2 separate regions of the Sus scrofa genome follow, and region 2 is linked to region 1. Evidence: chromatin contacts called from public Hi-C data. All regions are on one chromosome and are shown on one strand. The core of a region is the stretch at or near the end of the contact, and the rest is flanking DNA. Distances in the headings are between cores, read along the strand shown. Region 1 holds the start of ZNF414 (zinc finger protein 414). Region 2 holds the start of EVI5L (EVI5-like protein).

Evidence for each region. A called contact is a pair of places that touch in the nucleus more often than the background predicts.
Region 2: a Hi-C map of liver shows a contact between it and region 1, with 5 times the contacts expected there. The contact joins the promoter of EVI5L here to the promoter of ZNF414 in region 1. A contact is called at or near these places in 2 of 47 Hi-C or Micro-C datasets (heart right ventricle and liver).

Annotation. Positions count from the first base shown.
Region 1 is chr2:70,793,081-70,800,861 of Sscrofa11.1, reverse strand. It overlaps ZNF414 (zinc finger protein 414), which reads right to left and starts at 4,998. Exons shown (of 8, transcript XM_021083890.1): 1 at 3,915-4,998; 2 at 2,889-3,201; 3 at 2,460-2,567; 4 at 2,242-2,347; 5 at 1,412-1,761; 6 at 1,281-1,331; 7 at 692-856. The coding sequence starts at 3,917. It overlaps LOC110259349 (a long non-coding RNA gene), which reads left to right. Exons shown (of 2, transcript XR_002341673.1): 2 at 1-215.
Region 2 is chr2:71,360,855-71,368,635 of Sscrofa11.1, reverse strand. EVI5L (EVI5-like protein) reads left to right here and starts at 2,800. Exons shown (of 19, transcript XM_013994706.2): 1 at 2,800-2,983.

The DNA of each region.
Region 1 (7,781 bases), core at 3,749-6,248:
GCGGAAGTGGGCAACCAGAGGGAGTCAGGGGAGGACAGCAAGAAGGATGATGATGAGGCCTGAGCCCTGGGCTGCCATGGAATGTCCAGATCTGGGGACCCTGCCACCTCCCTGAGAGTCAGCATTGTCCTGAGGATCTGGGAAGCTCCATCTGGGCCAGCTTCCCAGCCTGTGCCCCCAACTCCTGGGACTTTTAAAATAAAACCAGAAACCTCCATCTCCTCTGATTTCTGGAAGTGAAGGAACAAGATAGAGAGCCACCTACAGCTATCCTAGTGTTGAAGTGACAGGGGAAGTGGGACATAGGTAGGTTGTCAGGGGAGACCTGCCCCCTCCCCCGGTTGGGTGTGCCCCAGGACGGCTCGATTGACTCACTACGCATTGCAGGGGCAAGGGACCCAGACACAGCACAGGCTGGCTCAACTGCCTCCTTTATTGTTCCCCCATCCCGGCCATCTCAAGGCTCCCCCGACCCCACCGAAAATTACAAAACTACCCACTCTCCCCACCCCCCAACGCAGCGGGGTTCAGAGCGGCGAGAATACTGGACACTCCCCCTCTGACAGCAGCGGCGACACCTGGCGCGCAAGCGGGGCCGGGTCTGGGTGGGGCAGAGGGGTCGCCTGAGCCTCGGCCCCGCCTCTCGCCCCAGGGGCCCCGCCCTCCCCACACGCGCGCTCCCGGGCCTTACCCGCCGGCGCGTCGGGGCGCGGCTGCCCCGGCGCGGGGGCCGCGGGGCGGTGGTCTTCCAGGTGTAGTGTCATGGCGGCCCGCGAGGCCGTGGAGAAGGCGCACTGCATGCAGGAGTAGCGGCCGCGCGTGTGCTCCCACAAGATGCGGCTCGGGGCCGCGTGCCCTGCGGGCAGGCGGGATCTGGTCAGCCCCCGGCCCTGGGCGAGGGCGGGTCGGACCTTTCCCCGCCTCCCCATCAGCTCCCGGGCGCCCGGGGCCTGCCCTGGCCTGGCTGATCCGTTTTTCCTGGGCGTCTCCCCAGGTATTTGAGGGCATTAAACTTGATTTATTCGCGTCCCCTTCTCCCATCCTCTGAACCAACGTAGGGAGGAAAGACTCGGGAACCGGGCGCGAGTTTTACACGGAAACGCCGGCGCAGATGAAGGAGCAGGGGCCGTAATTTTCAAAGCAAAATCCTGTATTTCAGGGGTGACATTTCCGGCCACCTGGAAAAGGGTTGGGCACCGCTGCCTCCTAACATCCCTTAGGCCCCGCAGGGCGCAGGAAAGAAATCCCCTACACCCTCCCGCGTGGTCACCTGCACGCACCTGAGGGCGCGTCGGAGCCGCCCTGGGGTCTTCGCGGGCTGCCGCCTGCACCTGCAATAAATGGGCGGGTCAAGGTCAGAAGTCAGAATGAGCCCTGCCCACCCTTCAGGCGGCCCTGCACCCACACTCACCTTGGCTTTTTTTCCACACGGCGGCGCTGGAGGCGGGCGGCCCGGGAGCGGCGGCCAGGAAGGGGCGCAGGCGTGGGGGACTCAGGCCAAAGGGCGCGGGGTTCAAGTAGGGCAGGAAGGGCCCGGTAGGGGCAGGGGCAGGGGCAGGGGTCGTGAACGGCTCGAGCAACGGGAACTGCAGTCCCGGCGCCGACGCAGCGTCGGACTCCGGGGGGCGCTCCGGCACTGGCGGCTCCTTGTCGAGGGCGGGGGGTGGTGGCGGGGCTGGGCTCTGCGCATGCTCGGCGCAAACATGCAGATGCTTGAAGAGCGAGCGATGCGTGCGGAAGCGCAGGAGGCAGTTCTCACACCTGGGGGCGGCGGAGGGTTGGGCTGGGTCTCCAGGGAGACAAGGGAGCCTGGGCCCAAAAATAATAGATTCCCCCATCTGTGGGGGAGGAGTCTGCCCTAAGCGTCCTCCTACTGGGTCGCGATTCCCCCGGGTCAGAGGCCGGGGAAGATGAGGAAGGAGTCTCAATTTTCACTTAGGTGATCAGTTCTCCTCTTGGGAGGTAGAAGGACAGGGCAGAGGGGCTCCTGTATGTCTGTCCCCCCTTCTAAGCTCCGCCCTCCCGATCCCTGGAACTTGCTCTAGCAACCAGTCTCTCTTCTGGGCAGGTAAGGTAAGGGTTAGGCTTGCCCTAGGTTACCTCCACCTCCCGACCCAGCCCCCTTGATGAAGGGAGAAAAGCCTGGAGCCCAGGTAGTGGCTGAAAAAATCAGCGGTGGGGGGAACTGCGTGGGGCCTGGTCACCAACCACCAGCAGAGGTCTGGGTGGACAGAGTCTCACTTGAAGTAGCGATTGGGTTTGTAGTGCAGCTTGCCGTGTGCCACCAGCTCCTGCATGCTGGGGAAAGTCTCAGTGCAGCTCAGGGCAGAACAGCGGAAGAGCTTGCCTGGCAGGGCAGGGATGAAGGATAGGAGTGGAGAGGAGTGGCCAAGACTAGTCAGGAGGCTCTGCCTGCCTGCTGCCCTAACCTGACTCCCCACCACCTACCCTGGCCCTACCTTCCAGGGACTGTGTGGGTGGGCAGTGGGTACGCAGATGCTGTGCCAGGTCTCGAACGCTGGGGAAACTCAGACAGCAGCCAGGGCTGGAGCAGGGTATCTGCTTCCCTGCAGGATGCACAAAAAGGAGGGGTTGTCACTGTCCCTTTTCCATCCATGCTGTCCAGGGCATTTATGGGACTGGAATTACCCTATGGTTTCTTACTGGGGCCTTTACCCTCTGCCTCCCCCACTAGTGGGTAGGGCCTAAACTGCCAGAGGGTAGGAGCTGAGTTGCCTGGCTCCTCACTGTATCCACAGCCTGGCATACATTTGGTGCTCAGTGACTGGCGATTCCCTCTAGATGGGCCCCAAGTCTGGAGATATTCTGTATTCTTCACTCCTATTGTTCCAGGAGTGATTCCCCCAGAAGGCTTCTACACAGGTCACCTGGTGGTGGGCGTCGTCTGGGAGGCCGCAGGTCCTCACTCTTTCCGGAGACAGTGCTGATCGGGCCAACGCTGGGTCCAGGGCCAGGATGGCCACTGTCTGGGGCTGGGGAGGCACGCTGCTGGGTCCCTCCAGACCCTCCACGTTCCCACACCGGGGGTGTGGCTGCCTGGTCAGAGGCTGGCTCCTCCCCCATGGAAGAGGAGGTGGCTACAGCAGCCATAACTGGGGACAGCACCTCCTTGTCGGTCTCACTGGAGCTGGACTCTGCAGTGGCCGGCATGTCTGGGCTGGGCCCTGAGGGTTCCTCCTCCTGGTGGAAGGAAGAGGTGGGGAGAACCCCTCTGGGCCCAGGGTCTGCTTGGGCCAGCCAGGGGCACCCCTCCACCCCACCAAGACCACTAGGCATTCCTGAAGCAGCCAATGTCCCAGAGACATCACCCAGTCAGCCGCCATCCTAAGGAGTCACCATAAATGGAGGGCAGGGGGTGAGGGTGGATTTGGCTCCTGCCTCCTGTGCCCCCATTCTCTGGGAGGGAGCCAAGTTGTCCCAAATGTATAAGGGGGTACCTGTTCAGGAATCACCCATATGAAAGAAGCATGCCTTAGACCCTAACCTGGAAAGGTGGGAGGCCCGCCCAGGGGAAGGGAGTGGAGAAAGATGGGGCTCTGAACAGGGTGCGACTAAGAAGATGCTGGAGGGACCACAAAAGGCCAAGTAGATTTTTGAGGAAGGAAATATATCTATCAGCCGGGCTCGAGATATGCAGGTGAACTGGAGGTGCTGGGCTGGGGGGGGGGGGGGCGACTGTATAAAGATCAGGGGCGGTGCCCGAGAGCTGTGGGCGTGGCCCAGTAGAAGCCAGACCCGGAAGTAGGGGGTAGGGTGCGCCCCTAGTGACAGCCAGCGGCGAGCGAGTGCCCGGATGTGGGGGCGGGGTCGGCCGTAGGCTGTGAGCGCTACCGGGCGGCTTCCCGCCAGTCCCCGCTGGCTCGCCGCGTCCGCGTCCCCGTCGCCGCGCTCACCATCCTCGCCCCGATTCTGCCTCCTGTTCCCTCGGCTCCGACAGCTCCAGCTAAAGCTGCACTGATTCCTTCGGTGGCCGCAGGCTCGTGCTCACGTCAGCGCCATTTTTCCGCCTTCCAGATCTCGCGAGAACGGAGGCGGGGCCTGCTGGCTGTGCCCTGCGAGGGGGCGGGGCCTGACACCCGGGTTTTCCTTTGAAAGCCGAAGTAGGGCCGGCGTGGATTTGCAAGCCGAGGACGGTTCTATCGGGCAGATTTAGCACAGTCTGTGCGCAGAGATATGGGATTAAAAGCTTCCTGGGCCTCAGTTTTCTCTGCAAAATGAGCATCTTCATTCTCTCACGTACCGTCACCATACCTCGAAGGGGGATAAAAAACGGTTTTCTTTTTCAAAGATGTCGTGTTTGGTGAGCCGCCTCTTCGTAAGGAAATTGACAGTGGCCGTCAAATTTTTCAGTGCGCTTAGTTCTGAAGTTGGAATGGGTCCGTTGAGATAGCCAAGGACGGGAAGCAAGCTAACCGTCCTCAGGAAGACGTATGGAGAGCCCTGGATGTACTGGTGTGGAATGAATCACCTAACCCAAACTCCATTCCTTGAGTGCCTACAGTTTGCTAGGCACTGGGGACCCAAAAATGAACAGAACAGACCAACATCCCAGTTACCAGGGGCCGCTCACGTTTTAATATGGGGAAACAATGAATCAACAAATGCAGAAAACCATCTTATATTAAGGAAACACCTTCATATAGAAAGGAAAACCCCCCAGAAGGTTGTGTGTCAAGCTTCTCTGTGAGGTGACATCTGAGCTGTCACCTGATGGTCAAAAAAGAGTGAGCCAGTAGAAGGTCTGGGGACCATAGCGCTCTGAAAAGAATGGAAAGCTGGTGCATGTGGCTTGAGTTGGGGAGGAACAAATCTTGTCTTTTTCAAGAAACAGTGAGGCTATCAGCGCATTGCTGGAGCAGAGTGGAGGCAGCGAGTGGAGGTCAGAAAATGGACAGGAGTTCCATCGTGGCTTAGTGGTTAATGAACGCAACTAGTATTCATGAAGACGCAGGTTCGATCCCTGGCCTTGCTCAGTGGGCTAGGGATCCAACGTTGCCCTGAGCTACGGTGTAGGTTGCAGACATGGCTTGGATCCTGTGTGGCTGTGGCCAGCGGCTAGAGCGCCGATTAGACCCCTAGCCTGGGAACTTCCATATGCTGCAGGTGCAGCCCTAAGAAGCAAAAATAAATAAATAAATAAATAACAGGAAAGAAAATGGACATGGACAAGGTGCAAGGAGGGTCATGAAGGGCCCTTGCGAACTGTAGAAAGAGGAATGTGGTCTATATTCTAGGCATGAATTTTTTTTTTTTTTTTTTTTTTTTTTGTCTTTTTGCTATTTCTTGGGCCGCTCTCGCAGCATATGGAGGTTGCCAGGCTAGGGGTCCAATCGGAGCTGTAGCTGCCAGCCTACGCCAGAGCCACAGCAACGCAGGATCCGAGCCGCATCTGCAACCTACACCACAGCTCACGGCAATGCCGGATCATTAACCCACTGAGCGAGGGCAGGGATCGAACCCGCAACCTCATGGTTCCTAGTCGGATTCGTTAACCACTGGGCCACGACGGAACTCCTAAGCATGAATTTTTAACACCATCTAATTACCCATTGTCATTTGGAGGATGGGTCATTGTGGGACAATAAAGTGGATCTTTGATCTCTGATGTCTGTAATACATTATTTAACTGTTCAGGAAGTGTTTGTTGAGTTCTAGGCAAGTGTAGCCTTTATGAATATTGTGTTTCTGTCTATGTACGTAGGATGTATCTACTTTTTTGCTTTTTTTTTTTTTTTTTTTTTTGTCTTTTTAGGTCCACACCCACGGCATATAGAGGTTCCTAGGCTGGGGTCTAATCAGAGCTACGGCTGGCAGCCATGGCCACAGCCACAGCCACAGCAACTTGGGATCCAAACCACGTCTGCGACTTACACCACAGCTCATGGCAACGCTGGATTCTTAACCCACTGAGCAAGGCCAGGGATTGAACCTGAGTCCTCATGGATGCTAGTCAGATTTGTTTCCGCTGAGCCAAGATGGGAACTCCAAAAAAACCTTTTCTTTTGATTATCATTAATATGGTTAAAAATCATTAATTTAAAAAACAATTTTGATGCAGGGTGGAGGAGTGTGTGTGTGTGTGTGCGCGGGTTTTGGGGGGGAGGTTGTTGCAATCTGGGGAAGGGTGGGGTAAGGTTTCAGAAAGGACAGGGAACCAGGAAAGGGAGAGGTGGGGCCGGACTTTAGAAATTTTGTAAGAGCAAACAGGATGTTGCTGAGTGGGGGTGGGGGGCAAGGTGACTGAGGTTTGCAGTCTGAAGATGCTCTAACCTAGATGTGAGAGGCTGTCTGTTAGAAGATATCAAACCCACTCCCATCCCCAGTGCCCTGCCCAAACCACACCCCATCTGTGTTGCCGGAAAGGTCCTACTTCCTGCAAATGGGGTGCCTGCTCCCACAGTGGGGCCACAAGGCTGTACCCTAAAGTGCCAGGAGGTGGGCAGCCAGCATGTTGAGTTCTAGGGCAGAGAAGGGAGACAGAAGCCCTCATTCCTCTTCAGCATCAGGAAATCCTCAGCTGATGAAGTTGTGGTTCCTGCAGTTCTCCAGCAGTCTCTCCTCCAACAGGGGTCTTGCAGAGAGAGACACACAGTGGTGGCTGGGCAGTGGAGGAGCAAAAATCAGATACGGAGGGAACCGGGGACGTAGAAGGGAATGGTTAAATGCTTTTGTATAATGGTTGGCTAATAAAACGGCTCTCGGGACCTAGTTGTAAAAACTGGGGCTTTTTTTCCAGCCATGCACAGCTTCCCAGGAAGGTACAAGTCCTGCAGAAGGCTCTGCTGACTAGTCTTTCTTTGATGCCTTTTCTTCTGTCCTCCAGTTGGGTGGGAGTCCTCCCATCACAGTGTAGGTTACTGTGTGTGGTATTTGCCATTGAAATCTGCTGAGACTGCCCCTTTTCCTCCTTCGTGGTTCCTCTAGCAATGCCCATACCTCTCTGCATTCCCCCCTCCTCCCCGCTCCAGCCCATCCCTTTTCTGGCTCAGTCCTGACCCCACCAATCTGGCTGCATCTCTCCCAGAGTGGCTGCTCTTTGTGGGGCTGAGCACAGAAGGGGTCAGGATCCTTAGGCTCAGACCTAAGGTTCCAGCTGCACCTGCAGGGAGGTTTGAAATGCTCAGATTCCAGCTCTGGTTTGGAGACAGCTGGGGGGATCAGGAGACAGCTGGAGGGCACTGGTAGCCAAGCTGATCCCCTTCACCACGACAAGAAGTGCAGAAAGCCAAGGTCTTGGAGTGTCAGAACCAGTCCTGAGCCTAGGTGAGTGAGGGCTAGGAAAACACAGCAATGGGGTAGGGACCAGAGGGGATTCAGGGTGGATCCAGGGGGCCATGTGGGACCTGCCTCCATCCTCAAGGCCCAGTTGGGTCCCAGCTGAGTTTGCAGGGGGCAGATTCAAAGCCGACAGGACACACCAGATAATTTTCTGCAAGAAACCTGGCATTCAGCTTCTGGAAGCTGGCAAGTGAGATAAACTCAAGCTTTGGGGGGGAGGGAGCAATTTCATAACTTGGCTCTGTGGAATCTCGGGTGAGTGACTAAACCTCTCCTGGCCTCCATTTTTCCATCTGTAAAATGGGAGCATTTGCTACCTCACAGGTTATGGGAACATAGTCCTTGTTTTTGGTGCTCAGTAAGTTAATTCATGTTTTCTTTTTTTCTTTGGCTTCACCCAAGGCATATGGAAGTCCCCAGGCTAGGAACTGAATCTGAGCTGCAGCAGCCAGCCTACATCACAGCTGCAGCAACACCAGATC
Region 2 (7,781 bases), core at 1,551-4,050, 570 kb before region 1:
TTCCTTGGTAGTTGTGGCTCACACCAAACTCTTCTGCCCTGAGGTCGAACCCCAAGATTTTGTCCTTTATTATGGTTCCTCAGCACTTCCACACTGAGGGACCATGGGCAGCCAGGTTGTCAGAGTTTGTCCCATAGTGATGACTTGGCCCTCACCACACACTGGTGTCCCTCTTGCCTTCCTGATTTAACACCATGCATCCCATCTCCAATCATGTCCACAGGGCCCCTCCCCAGCTCCCAAGTCCACCCAGGAATGGGGACAAGGTCCACGAGATTCACTTCAGCCTCATACTCTGCAAATCCAAGATCACCCTCTGACTTTGTCAGCACTATGAAATGTCCAGCACATAAGCTGGCTTTAAAAGAAGGGTGGCCAGGAGTTCCCGTCGTGGCTCAGTGGTTAAGGAATCCGACTAGGAACCATGAGGTTTCAGGTTCAATCCCTGGCCTTGCTCAGTGGGTTAAGGATCCCGGGTTGCTGTGGCTGTGGCATAGGCCGGCAGCTACAGCTCCTATTGGACCCCTAGCCTGGGAAAATCCATATGCCGAGGGTGTGGCCCTAGAAAAGACAAAAAATGAAATAAAATAAAATGTTTAAATAAAAGAAGGGAGGCAGGAGTTCCCGTAGTGGCACAGTGGAAATAAATCCAACTAGGAACCATGAGGTTGGGGATTTGATCCCTGTCCTCACTCAGTGGATCTGGTGTTGCTGTGGCTGTGGTGTAAGCCTGCAGCTGTAGCTCCAATGAGACCCCTAGACTGGGAATCTCCATATGCTGCAGGTGCGGCCCTAAAAAGCAAAAGAGGAAAAAAAAGGGAGTCAAAGGAACGTTCTTTAAAAAAAAATAATAGGGATTTCCCGTCGTGGCGCAGTGGTTAACGAATCCGACTAGGAACCATGAGGTTGCGGGTTCGGTCCCTGCCCTTGCTTAGTGGGTTAACGATCCGGCGTTGCCATGAGCTGTGGTGTAGGTTGCAGACGTGGCTCGGATCCCGCGTTGCTGTGGCTCTGGCGTAGGGCGGTGGCTACAGCTCCGATTCAACCCCTAGCCTGGGAAACTCCATATGCCGCGGGAGCGGCCCAAGAAATAGCAACAACAACAACAACAACAACAACAACAACAACAAAAGACAAAAAGACAAAAAAATAATAATAATAATAGGATATTGGGGATATGGGCATGTGGGAGAGAAGGAATGCATTATATTTATTTTTACCACCAAGTTTTTAGAAATATGTTTTGAGGCTTTTCTTTGCAGTTACAGAATTTTAATAGATGCAGTGTAGATAGTAAGAGAGAGGGAGGGAAGGAAGACATAGGGAGAGGGAGTGTAGACAGGGGCAGAGAAGGTGTAGGTAGACATATTAAGAGAGGAAACAGGGACAGAGAGAGGAGACAGACACACTGTAGATGGTACAGAGTGTAGAAAGATGCAGCGACAGATGGACAGAGGCAGGGAATGTGGCTGGGTGTCATTCATTGTTCCCCAAACCAGAAGAACCCCCCCTACCCACTATTTAGAAGGTTGAGACCTCAAACCTCAGAAGGTCCTGACACTCCCCACTCTGGGTTCCAGCCCTCTCGTTTCCATGTCCGTCTCCCCACTTCCAGCCTCCATTGTGAACTTACCGTGTCACTCTCTCTTCTGTGACAGGTGGAAATGTGTCATTTTTGCTAAGTCTTGCCGGCTATCAGTAACTGCTTCTAATGCCCCACAAGGGGCCAGCCTGTTTTGATCGTCCCCTAAACTTCCTTTTCCTGTTGATAGGGTCTTGGCCTGCCATTCGCTCATTCATCAGTTACAAGCAGTTCCCATGGGCTGGGCCCCTTCTCAGAAACGCTGGGGATCCCGAGGAGACCTGACCTAGGTCCTGCATTCCACACACACCCCGTCTAGATGGGGTGGGGGATGGGAGGGCCGTGTCCCAAGCAAGGATAAAAGCGTGCTCAGAGTTTAATGCGGGAACAAGATTCTCAGCCTCAGAGAATATACTTAACCCTGACTAGACGAGGGCAGGGGACCTGCCTGAGTCTTTGGTGTGACACCCCAACCCCAAAAGCCCCACCGCTAGCACCGAGTTGGAGTTAGTGAAGCTGCAGTCCCACCACCTCCCCGCCGCCTTAGGGATTTCTGGCAACCCCCCTTCCCGGACCCAACCCTTTAGCCTCTACCTTATCTGCCCCCGCCCCAACGATGATCTAGGCCACGCCCCTCTCAGCCCCGCCCCTATTTCATTCACTCCAAGCCTCAAGCCCCAAGCCCCACCGCCCCGGAGGCCAACCTCAGATCAATCTCACGAACTCATTGGCCAGAGAGCGTCCCTTCACCGCCCTCCTTCAGTGTCATTGGCTCCCTGGGTGTCATTCTTCTTTATAGAGGCCCAACAGTTGCCATGGCCAAGGTTTGAGGGGCAGATAATAATGGCCGTCCCAGGACGTCTCGTTATTGGGCCAAAAAGCCCGGTTCTGGGCGGGGCTTAGACCCAAACGCTTGCCTGCCCCTGTCTGGGGTTCCTTAGGGACTCAGCCTTCCCTCAGAGACACACCCCTCTCTCCTCGCTATTGGCCCTGCCATGTGTTGATCACCAGGATTCCACATTCCGATAGGCAAAACCACCCGTCCCTCACTGCTTCCCTAAGTTTAATTCGCTTCTCTCCTTAAAGGAGTCAACCTTCTGGCCGTAGCCAGGGCCCTCCTTACGGAATGTGCACGGATTGGCCAGGAACACCGTCACTCCTGGCCAATGGGCGGAGCCGGAGTTCCTTGGGGCGGCGAATTGGCTGACTGGGCCTCGGGGGTGGGGCAGCGGCTCCTGTCAGCGGGTGAAATGGCAGCGGCGGAGCCGGCGGCGGCCGCGGTCCCGGGGGGCGGCTGAAGGGGCCGGGCCGGGGCTGCGGGGTGAGCGGCGCGGCGGGGATCCGGCGGCGCGGCCGGGGACGGCTAGGCTCGGCACGGCGATGGCGGCGCGCTCGGCGCAGGTAGGTAGGCGGCGCGGGCCAGGCCTCCCAGGCGCCTTCTCAGGCCCGCGGCTCCGCGCTGCGGCCCGCGGGGGCCGGGCAAGATCGGGACTCAGGGCCCCCTCTCCCCAGAACCCGCGCTGGGACCCCTTGGCACTCCTAGCACGGACCCTGGCCGTCAACCTCGGGCCCCGGCCCCTGCCCACCCTCGTTCCCGACGCTTCCCGACCCTCAGGGGCCCTTCCCCGACACCTCCGACACCTCCGGGCGTCCTCCTCCGCGGCGCAGCCCCCTCCCCAGAAGCTTCCTCGGGCCCGTAACCCCTGACCACCCTCTCTACTGACCCTCAGGACCCCTTCCCGGTCTCTTCAGGGCTCCCTCTGCCCCCACCCCGCAGACCCGCCCCCTACAAGCGCCCTCCAGGAAGCGGAGGACCCCCGCCCTCCCTCTGTCCCAACCCCTCAGGTTCCCCTCTCATCTGTAGACCCCCTTGCCACGCCGTCCCTCCCCTCACTTCACATCCTATCTCTGGGCTCAGACGTACCCCCATCCCCAAGGATACCAGCCTTGGAGCCTTCTGACCCCACAGGACCCCCCTCTCCAGTCTCTGTAAATCAGGATTTCTGCTCACAGGCCTCACCTCAGCCTGATTGCCCATCTGCCACTCCCAGCAGCCCCATGGCCAAGGGCACCCCTGAAAGCCACTCCTGGGGTCTTTCAGCACACTCCAATAGCTCCACATACAGCCCTGATCTTGACTTGTCTTGATCACTGCTTCCTGAAAATCCACCTTCACCTCATGCTCAGGACCTCCCTACAGATGTTCTGAACCCCCTCCCCCACCTAAGGACACACACCTTTCAGAGGGCCCCACTCACACATTCAGGTGTGCGCATGCCACACACACCTGGGACCCAACAAATCAGTACCCATATACCCCCAACAACTCATACGGACAGACCCTGGACCCCTCACACACAGACATTCAGGAGCCCCTGACATGGACACACACACACAGGGTCAGACACTTTTATCCTCAACACAGACCCAGGCAACTGGGACCCTCTCCCAACACACCCACATTCACAGGGCTCTTCAGCGCTTTAGCATGCCTCCTCCTTGGACCAAGAGCTCCCAGCTCAGGCAGAGACTCAGGCAGCTACCCAGCCTTCCCAACACACCAACCTCCCTAGCCCACTCCCTCTCTGGGGTCCTGGAGGTGGCAGAGTGACCCAGAATCTCCCAGTACCCTGGTGGACACCTGCCCTAGGCCTCTTCCCCCTTGTCTATTTCTCACCACTTTGCCCTTCTTCAAAAGGAAGGATGCTCATTCTCCCTCCTACACCAGTGTCCCCAAAAGAACCACTGTCTGCCTCCTGATTTATGCCACCCCTGGTAGAGGGCTGGGGGTACAGACTGCTCCTGGCCCCGGTCTTGGAGTCTGACCAGACGGGTAGGACCAGCATCCTAACCCCATCACTCCCGCTAGCCTCAGATGGCAGGGCCAGCACTGCTACCCAGGGACAGCCCCTGACAGCCACGGGAGCTCTTTCACCCACGACCAGCGTATCATGCCAAAATGAAACAGCTTCCTTCTATCCTGGCATCTGGGACCCGGTGGGGCTGGGTTTGGGCCTGCCAGAAGCTGACAGCTCTTTGTTAAGGAATATTTCCAGAAGGGAAAAATGTGCTGAAGAGGCTCGGGTGGAACCCGAGTGAGTAGTCGGCTTGGTCTTTTCCCTCAGCCCGGCTGGGATGGAGCTGGAAAACCCGAGTCCGTGAGTCTTCCCAGGTGTTCTGGCTCTTCCTGCCCGTCCTGTTCCCTCCACAGCCCTCGCCCTCAGGTCCAACCTGTGGGCTCCCCTGGGCTTCTGTGCTCGACTGCAGGTGGTTTGGCCCTGGCACAGAGACAAGGCAAGGCAGAGAGGAAAGCAGATCACAGAACTGGCGAGACAGTACTGCCAGGACCACAAGGAGTGAGGAGAAGCCCCAGGTCCCGCCTGAGGGGAATCCAGATCAGTGCTGCCTGTCTGGACTCCTTTGGCTAATATCAACGTGCCTGGGAAACCCCAGAGAAACAAGCCCAGGCTTCTTTGTGGATATTCCCCAGTGGATGCTGGATGGCTCTGGGGGAAAGTGCATCTTGGCTTGGGGCCTCAATTTACCCATCTGGAAAATGGGGAGAGAAGTCCTGAGACCAGCACTTTGTACCTCAGGGGAGCCATCAAGGTTAGGCCCTGGCCCTGAATGTCCCCTGAGCATCACATGGAAGGGGTCAGTAGGGTCCAGGAGGGCAGTTGCCCATCTCTGGATGCTGGCAAAGTCACTGGCCAGCCTGGACCCCTGGTTGTAATTAGCTGATGCCTCAGCAGGTAATGGCTGCCTTTCCATGGCTGAGCTGTACCTCAGGAAGCCAATTTGAGAGATGGTCTGTTGTGGGATTTGTGGCCACACAGAGACCTCCCAGGGGGACAGAGGGTAGTCAGGGGCCTGCTTGCTGGCAGTGCCCACACCCCACGTGCTGCAGGGAGGAGGGAACAAGGAGATTCATTCCTGAAGGTCACGAGGCATGCAGGAAACAAACTCCACAGCCTCCCCAGGGGGGACTTTATGCAGATGTGGTGGGGTCAGAAGGCTCCCAGAGGTAGACTGTGAACTCCTTAGGAAAATACAAGCAGGCTCCCAGGGAGGGCTTATGAACCATATCAGTGACCTTTTACCCTAGACCTGGGGTCCAGGTCCGTGCCCCTGTGTATGTGCTTTTGATCATGCAAGGGGCACAAAGGATCATGATCTCAATTTCCTCTTACAGAATGTAGGTGCTGGTTATTCCAGGTGAGGCCCCCACCACATATGGGGAAGCCAGTGAGGAGGCTGGGGGACGAAGGAATGTCAGGTGTGGCCCCTGCCCTACATCTAGAGACCCTCTCAACATCAGGAGACAAGAGCTTAAACCAGGAGGGCACGCTGAGCAGATCGTGCTGCAAGCTAGGCCCCATTTACGTATTATCTCATTTAACCCTGCAAACAACCCAGAGGAACTGCCCGTTCCTCAGCATCACGTCCTGTGTGGAAGCGGGAGACAGATTAATGTACAGCATGCCATGAGAACAGAGCAAAGGGCCCTGCGCATCCCTGGAGCATCAGGGGAGGTGGAGCAGGGATGACGTATGGGCTGAGAGAGGAGCTCTCCAGGCAGGCGTGGCAGGGAAGGCTGTTCCAGGCAGCCGAGGCGCTTGGACAGGGGCCCAGGCAGCAGGAGCAAGTGTGGTACATGTTGGAAAGTGCGCCTCATTTGATGGGTTTCTTCCTATCAACCTTCATGCCCCAAACGCAATCTACAATGCACACGCTGCAGGATGCTTCCTCATAAAGGATCGGTATTGGGGGCTGAACTTGGAAAGGCAGCAAACCCCACCCTGCCTGGGACATGGGTGGCACGCGGGCTCTAGAAGCCAAACAGAGGGCAAGAGGGAGGTTAGGGAGCTAACTGACTCGCCTGGGCTGAGGAAGAGCTTGCTCCCTTCCTGGGAGATCCAAGGGGCATGTTGGCACACCTCGCCCGTACTTTTCATTCATTTCTCAGCCTGCTGTGCTCTGTTTGTGAGATTGTTTCATTGAGGGCTGTCTCCCACACCAGCCTGCGAGACCCAAAAGGCCAGGGCGCATGTCGGTTCTTCATGGTTGAGTCATTGGTGAGTACAGGGCACATAGCGAATGCTCAGTAAATACTTGGATGGTTTTAGGAGTTCCTGTTGTGGCTCAGTGGTTAACAAATCCGACTAGGAACCATGAGGTTGCAGGTTCGATCCCTGGCCTCAGTCAGTGGGTTAAGGATCCGGTGTTGCCATGAGCTGTGGTGTACGTTGCAGACGCTCCTTGCATCCCGTGTTGCTATGGTTGTGGCGTAGGCCGGCGGCTACAGCTCCAATTCGACCCCTAGTCTGGGAACCTCCATATGCTGCAGGAGCGGCCCAAGAAATGGCAAAAAAGACAAAATATATATGTATATATACTTGGTTTGTTTTAGCAGCTGATAAGTCTTTCCTACTCACCCACTTTTTTTTTTTTTTTTTTTTTTTTTTTTTTTTTTTTTTTTGAGGCCACATCCACAGCATATGGAAGTTTCCAGGCCAGGGATTGAATCTGAGCCATAGCTGTGGCCATGCAGATGCTTTAACTCACTGTGCCAGGCTGGGGATCAAACCCTTACCTCCGCAGTGACCTAAGCCACTGCAGTCAGATTCCTAACCCACTGTGCCACACAGAGGGAACTCCTCACCCACATGCAGCCTTGGCACGTGGAAGTTCCTGGGCACGTGGAAGTTCCTGGGCCACAGCAGTGACCCGAGCCAACAGTGACAACACTAGATCCTTAACCTCTAGGCCACCAGGGAACTCTGTGTGTGTGTGTGTGTGTGTGTGTGTGTGTGTGTGTTTTGCCTACTGACACACTTCTGAAAGAGGTCCTAGATCTCTTCTGCAGAGAGAGGCCGGGTCCATCTGATTGGAGAGGTCCCACAGGCAGGGCAGACCCACCTTATCCCCACACCTGGTCCAGCCAGCCTTTGCAGCAGGAAAGATGCCATCTTGTCTTTAAGAGCCGAGAGCCGTTATAAGATGCCTCTTCTCTTATCCACCTCTCCCTGGAAGGCTTACAAGGGCTTTACATTTTTTCCTTTGTCATTCCCAGAGACACTGAAATATAGAGAAAGGAGACATTGCCAGGAATGAGCCTGTTATGGTGGCAGAAAGTAGCTGGTGACCTGCAAGGAAGGAAACTTTTTTTGAGGTCAGAAGAGAACCCACAGATCATAAG